Regions from separate parts of the Mus musculus genome. Here region 1 is linked to region 2. The links are chromatin contacts, called in public capture Hi-C maps. All regions are on one chromosome and are shown on one strand. The core of a region is the stretch at or near the end of the contact, and the rest is flanking DNA. Distances in the headings are between cores, read along the strand shown. Region 1 overlaps Cacna1a (calcium channel, voltage-dependent, P/Q type, alpha 1A subunit). Region 2 has its middle 27 kb from the start of Ccdc130.

Region 1 (3,610 bases), core at 417-2,916, 160 kb before region 2:
GAAAGATGTTGCCACACTTGCCACACTTTGTCCTCATAGAAGGACAAAGCCTTGTGACCCCTCTTTCTTCCATGGCATGGTGTTTACAGGCCCAATCTTGTGCACACAGCACAGTGGCCACAGCATGCCAAGCCCCAGCCTTCACTCATTCCTTGCATTCTTTCCACCCCTGCAGAGCCATGACTACAAATGCAGGAGCTCTGCATTGGCTGAGAGACACCCCAGCATTCCCCGCATTCCCCACTACTGCAGACAGAGCCAAGGGCAGAAGACAGCAAAGTTTCTGGACTCACAGAGAAGCCAGTAAGCGAAATGAGCTCAGCACCCAGAGCACACTAGATGGTGAACTAGATGCAGTAGATGGTGAACTCAGCACCCAGAGCACACTAGATGGTGTGGAGGGCATGCTTATGCTAGCATCCACGAATCCAACCGGCCAGAGATGAAAAGTATAAAAGGCTGAGCCTCATAACTAGAATAAATCTTTTTAACCTAGTGGTGGCTTTAGAGCAGGCATCTCAGGAGGTGATCTGACAGTATCTGTCTCCTCAGTCTCTCTCCTTCACCCCAGGAACTGTCTGCTGGGCCGCATGGGGCCTCAGCACTTGGGAGGACACATGCTGCTCCTACATGAGGGCTTGACACACAGACTAGTTCACAGCAAAATCACACCCTGTTCTCTGGCTCAGTCTCTCAGAGGCAACCCTAGTCCGTCGCGTTGTGAATGGAGCTAGAAACCTTGGAGCTGGAAGGCAAGAGGGAACAGGTGATGTTAGCCATGCAGTCACAGCACTCTGAGTACAGGGACAGTGGGTTCCCAGCCTGACACAGTGCCTGAGTTGGTGCTGTCCTGGGCACTGTGGGATATGGAGTAGCATGTGTGGTTCTAAAACCAAAGGCAACACTGCGTGTCCCCAGAGGCAGTGTGCCCTCCCATTCCACATGGGGAGAACTGCCTTCCTGTGTAGGAACTAGATACACAGTTGCAAGACACTGTGACTGTATGGAATGCCTTTGAAAAGTTTCCCTTTGAAAAGTTAACTGGCTCAGTGCCCTTTGATCTTGATCGTACTTTTGTTGTTGTTTTGTCTTGATTTTTTGTTTTGTTTTGTTTTGTTTGAGGCGGGGGCTTAACATGTAGCCTCAAACTCAGGAGCCTCCTGCCTCAGCCTCCCAAATGATGGGATCACAGGCCACTGTATTCTGGAAGTGCTATCAGTCTACCCCTTAGAGGGTTGGAAGGAGCTAAGCCTGGACCCATTTTCCAGGTGGGAAGGCAGAGAGAGTGAACGTAGGAGGAAGTGACTTGGGAAAGCCAGGCCCTTCCTGTGTTTTGCTTCAGCTTCACTGCACAGCTGCAAACAGCAATTTAGGAAGATAACAAAACCTTCTCAGAGCCCATCAGTGACTGGCTTCTTGCCTCTCAGTGCCCGTGACTAGCCCCAGAACAAAGCGCTGCAGACTCCCCTCTGTCTCACCCTGCAGCTTGGAAAACAAGAGCTGATATTTGCACACAGAGAAAGGGAGGCCAAGCCCTTGCTGGCGATTTGAATGAGACTCACATCCTCACACAGCCAGCCCGCCCAGCCTGAGTGGCTGCTTCTTCTCAGAGCCACCATCTCCTGCTGGCATTCCTTGGCTTCCTGTCCCCAGATGGCTGCCATGGAAGTGCCTTAGCAGCAGCTGGCACCACGTTTAGGTACTGCTGTGTCAGCAAGGTTCCTATTGCCTAGGCTTCAGAACCCAGAATTCCCCAGGTCTGAAAGGAAGCCCTGGCATGCAGGCAGAGGGTCAGTGAGACCCCAGTCCTTCCTAGCAGGCAGGCAGAGAGTCAGCAAGACCCCAGTCCTTCCTAGCAGGCAGGCAGAGGGTCAGCGAGACTCCCACTCCTTCTTTGAAACTTCACTGCATTTATCTGTCAGTTTTCAAAGCGCTGGGGATGGAACCCCGTGCCTCATGCATGCTAAGCAAGAGCTCTACCTCTGAGTCACATCCTCAGCCCTCTTTCTAGTTTTTATTTCAAGACAGGATCTCACGCAGTCACCCAGGCTGGCCTCTGAGTCACACTGCAGCTCAGGGAAGCCTTACAACTACAATTCTCCTGCCTCAGCCTCCTGAGTTCTCAGAATGACAGACCCACACCCCCAGCTCAGATCCTGACACTCGATTTCATTTTCTTTTTGTCAAACCCAGATGCATGCGCTTCCGATTGTCACTTCGCAGGCCCTAAGCATGAGAGTCAGTGCTAGCATGCCCCACGCTCTGGTCACACAAAGCATCATGGCCCTTTAAGGATGCAGTCTGAGCCCTGCATCCACCTGCTGAGTCAGAAGGAGTCGTCTCTGGAGCTTCTGGGGCTATGTGCAGACACAGTTCAGAAAGCCTCTGCTCCACTTCAGGGTGGGTGGAACCAGGGGCTCGGAGCTCTGAGTCTTCTCAGGAGGAGGGCTCCTCATTTTCTTCCCAGTTTGTACCTCCACATTCAAGAGTCCCGATGATTTCAAGAGTCCTAGATTCCCCCACTCAGGTCAGGGAGCTGAGAAGAAACCCCACACCTTAATGAAGCAGGAGTACTGTTGGGATGGGGGGCAGGCAAGCAGAAGACTGCAGGTTATAATGTGTGCGAGAACTTAATAGGCCTCATCTCATTTAGAAGAAAAGCTGGGGACCTCTCCATGGTGGTCCGGGAGCCACCACTGTGCTCTCTCTCTCTCTCTCTCTCTCTCTCTCTCTCTCTCTCTCTCTCTCTCTTGCTTTGCTTCCCATGATGTCCCCAGAGCTTTCAAGCATCCCAGGCGTGTCTGAGCTAAGGACCTCTGCATGTGCTGTTCATACTCCCGAGATGCTTTTTGCAGATACCAACAGGACTCCCTCCCTTGGTTCCTCTCAAGGGTTACTTCCTTCAATTCTGTCTCTGCTTAATTTCCCCACACACTGTATTTAAGACAGTGCTATGGTTTCTGTCATCCTCTTGTCCATTGTCTCCCCTGTGACACAGGCATGACACAGGCAGGGGTTTGCTCTGGTCTCCTTTGTTCATGGGTTTGTCCGGCTCCCCTATGAAAGCCTTGGCTAGACACCGAGTATTTCATCAGAGGGAGGGAGGAGGAGACCTAGGAGTTGTTGGGAATTGAACCTGGAGCAAGAGCAGCAAGTGCTGCCAATCACTGACCTACCTCTCCAGCTCCATAGAAGGCTTAAGAAAATGTGTGTTTGCCTCTGTGAGTGTTCATGTGAGTGGAGGCCAGACAACTTCTTTTGGCACCCGCTCCTCCCCTTCCCCTTCCCCTTCCCTTTAAACCGATCCACTGGGGACATGCTAAGTGTACAGTCTGGGACCAGAGGAGATGACGCTGGTTAAAGCACTTGCTCTACAAGCATGGGGACCTGAGTTCGATGACTGGAACCCATGTGAGAAGCCAGACCTATAATCTCAGTGCTGAGAAGACAGGGATAGGTGGATTCCTGGGGCTCCTCCATAGCTAGTCTGATTGAATTGGTGATCCCCAAGTTAGAAAGAGACCCTGTCTAAAAGGAGGTGGACAGTGTTTCTAACAATGACCCCAAGGGTGTTGTCTGGCCTCCACTCGCATGAACACTCACAGAGGCA
Region 2 (3,597 bases), core at 68-2,567:
AGTAGTGATGTGCTTTTGTGTCAGGTTGACAAGGGGATCAATTGTCCTGTTTTGTTTTGTTTTTGTCAACTTGTTACAAGCTAAACTGATCTGAGATGAGGGCACCACAACAAGAAAAAAATAATCTTCATAAGATTGGCCTATAGGCCATCCTGTGGGGGCATTTTCTTAATTAATGATTGATACGGGTGGCTGCAGTATATAAAAAGCAGGCTCAGCAAGCCATAGTGAGGAAGTCAGTAAGCTGCATTCCTTCACGGCTCTGCTTCGGTTTCTACCTCCGTGTTCCTGACTGAGTTCCTGCCTTGACTGCCCTAAGATGATTGACTGTGAGGCAGGTTACTTTTGGTCATAGTGTTTTATCACAGCAATAGAAGCTCTAACTTAAAACAAGACCCCCTGCGGCTTACAAGTGGCTTTGAGCCACCCAGAGAACATGCTGGGAACTAACTCAGGTCCTCTGTGAGAGCAGCAAGAGCTCTTAACTACAAACCTATCTCAAACCACACCCCGTATTGTTGCTTTTGAGACAAGGTCTGCTACGAAGCCCAGACTGGCCTTAAACTTGTGATGGTCCTGCCTCAGCTTCCCATGAGCTAGAATTGCAGACCTATGTCACCACTCTTGGCCTTTTTTCTCCATGTTGGGGATGGAGGGTAGGGCCTTGTCCACACAAGCTAGCAATCATCCTGCCACTGAGCCACATCCTAGGTCTGACAGAAGAGATTTGGCTTTTTTTATTTAGGGGGGGGTGTGTTTGAGTCAGGATTTTGTTATACAGCCCCGGCTGGGCTTTTGAACACATGGCAATCCTCCTGCCTCAACTTCTCAAATGCTGCAGTCACAGCATGTACCACTACACGTTACTCTGGCCTGGAAGATATTTAAAGCTATTGTGGTTTGAGTGTGCAATGCCCCGACACTGCACATCGGGTCTGTGTGTTTGTTTCCCAGCTGGCTGCTCTGTTTGGAAGACTACAAAACCTCAGAAGCTGAACAGAAAGTTCCAAGGGAGAGAAGTGGCCAGGAAACAAAAAGAGCAAAGGCTGGTGGGTAGCAGGCTGTGATGCATTCTGGGGCTGCAGATCTTAGTTCCCAAGCTCATGGGCTTACACTGTATTGTGTGGTGATTTTTATCCAGCTTCTGACCCCTTCAGCAGGCTTTCCTATATATTTCCGCCCTTTTCTTGACCAATTCTGGATGCAGAGTCTCTCATTCACATTTAAATTTACCAACCAAGTTTATCCCAACTGGATGACTAATTTACATAAGGACCGGACCAAATTGGTCTCTTCCAAGGTACAAAAGATGCCACCCACCCGTTGCTGCTTTGCAGCTCCTTCCAGCCCCTCCCCCTGCAGCAAGCTTACCATACCTCTCAGTAAATCCAGCCACTGGCTGGGGTCAATGGTGGACCCTAGTTCATAAGCCAAGGTGATAAAGACTCCAAGGCTCTGTGTTGACACAAAGTATCACACAAGATCACATAGTGGCAGTGCAGCTATCCTCCGCTATGAAGACACAATCTGTGATGTTCAAACAAGGGCAGAACAGCCACAGGACACATTTGTGAGACTCTGTAGGCAGAGGGAGCCTGACCACCTCATCTCTGAGTGACTCAGATCAGGTGCTAGGCTTCCCAGCAGCCTGGAAAATGTTCCTGTTCTGTGGTGAGTGCTCTAACCCAGAAGTGAGGGAGTAACATGCTTCCCTGAATTCCCTGTGGCTCACACACCTCCACACCGCAGACCATCACTCAGAAAGACCTCCATTCTACTGGATGCCCCACACACACATGCACACGCACACACAAGCACACACACACACACACACACACTTTCAATTTAAAAAAACTAAAGCGGGGCTCACTAGATAACCTTGGCAGAATCAACTTTGTGACTTTGTGATCCTCCTGCCTCTGTCTCATGAGTGTAGATGTGAATCGCCACGATTGGCCCCCATGATTCCCATTCTATGAGTTCCAAAAAGACAGCGAGCAGTACACTCATTCTATGAGTTCCAAAAGACAGCGAGCAGTACACTATGTCGCAGGGCTGAGGAGGGCTGAGGAGGGCTGAGGTGCTCAGTGAGCTCCTGACTCAGAATGAAGACATTTGGGGGCGAGGGTGGGCTGGGGGTGGCCATGGCATGACTGGTTACGCACACAGAGTCCCAGTACCTGGGACTGAAGCAGGAAGATGGTGAGTTTCAGGATAGCCTGGGCAACATAGTAAGATTCTAATTGTACATTCCAAATCAACAAGGGGAGAGTATACCTGACATATCACTTTCCACCAGGGAGTGTCCTACAAGGAGCACTAGTGTTTGAGCTTGTGACAGAAGTGATAACCGGGACATGCAAAGGGTTCCTCTCTTTCTCCTGGCTGGCCCTTTTAGGGAACCTCCAGAGATGAACATATGGCTTGGTTTCCACTCCAGCCATGCTGTGATATGACAACCTTGCAGCGTTCTGTAAAGCAAGGTCTCAGAAGACCTGCTCAATGAAAGGGAAAGCATTTGGATCCCCTCTATGAATGAAAACACAAATCCTGAGGAGGGAAGCAGGCTGGGCTTTCCCACTCTCCATTCTCAAAACCTCAATGTGAGAGCAGCAGCCACCACCTCAGAGCCAGCAGGAAAAGCCTCCCACTAAGAATGAGAAAAGAAAGGAAATGCCGACTTTTCTGATGACACTTTAAACAGTTGTGCCGACACTTGGCTGATCATCTTGTAATTCCTACTATGGAAATAAATAAATATACGGATTTAAAACATAAAAGGGAAAGAAAGGGGGGGGAAAGGAGGCATGAAGTCATTTTCCTCTGGACCAGTGGGGTGGCTCATCAGGACAGGCACTTGTCTTCAGGCCCTGGAACCATGGGCTGGAAGGAGAAAAACAACTCCTGTAAATTGTCCTGTGACCCCACAGAACACCTGTGTGTTCTCTCACACACACCACACACAGAGACATATATACACCATACATATACAGACACATACATACATACATACCACATAAACCAATACACACTATACATACAGACACATACACACCACACAGACACAGCACACATACACCACACACATACACAGCACACACACATATACACTACACATACACCACACACATACACAGCACACATACACAGCACACACACATATACACTACACATACATCATATACACATACCATGTACATACTTACAATACACATACATACACATACATCCAAGACACACATATATGCAACATACGTACATATAAGACACACACATATATACAACACACACATACACAACACACACATACACAACACACACATGCATACAGCACACATACATACACACTAAACACACATACACACCATTGAAGTGGAAACTTAAGGGTTCTTTGGAAAGTGGGTTGGATGGTGTTTTGCTGGGACAAACATGTGAAGGAATATTTAGCTGAAATGAACAGGTGAGAGGCTAAGGCAGACTCATGAAGGAATGTTTCACTGAAGCAGACACAGGAGAAATGATGTTCTGTTAAAGCAAGCATGGGAAAGGACATGTGTTAAAGGATTCCTTGCTAATGATGCATGTATTGGTCCATCT

Evidence for each region. Capture Hi-C pulls out chosen DNA fragments and counts their contacts.
Region 1: a capture Hi-C map of embryonic stem cells shows a contact between it and region 2, with 2.6 times the contacts expected there. The contact joins two enhancer-like sites. A contact is called at or near these places in 2 of 484 Hi-C or Micro-C datasets (embryonic stem cells and trophoblast stem cells) and 1 of 9 other capture datasets (embryonic stem cells).

The regions. Positions count from the first base shown.
Region 1 is chr8:84,457,462-84,461,071 of GRCm38.p6, reverse strand. The region is part of intron 1 of Cacna1a (calcium channel, voltage-dependent, P/Q type, alpha 1A subunit); the gene reads right to left. Among named protein-coding and RNA genes, the nearest start is that of Cacna1a, 44 kb to the right of the region's middle. Within about 2 kb of position 1,666, at least 74 of the 459 cell types and tissues checked have an H3K27ac peak or open chromatin away from gene starts, as enhancers often do. A contact at or near this core is called in embryonic stem cells, where this site is marked.
Region 2 is chr8:84,295,236-84,298,832 of GRCm38.p6, reverse strand. No RefSeq gene overlaps it. Among named protein-coding and RNA genes, the nearest start is that of Ccdc130, 27 kb to the right of the region's middle. Within about 2 kb of position 1,317, at least 5 of the 459 cell types and tissues checked have an H3K27ac peak or open chromatin away from gene starts, as enhancers often do. A contact at or near this core is called in embryonic stem cells, where this site is marked.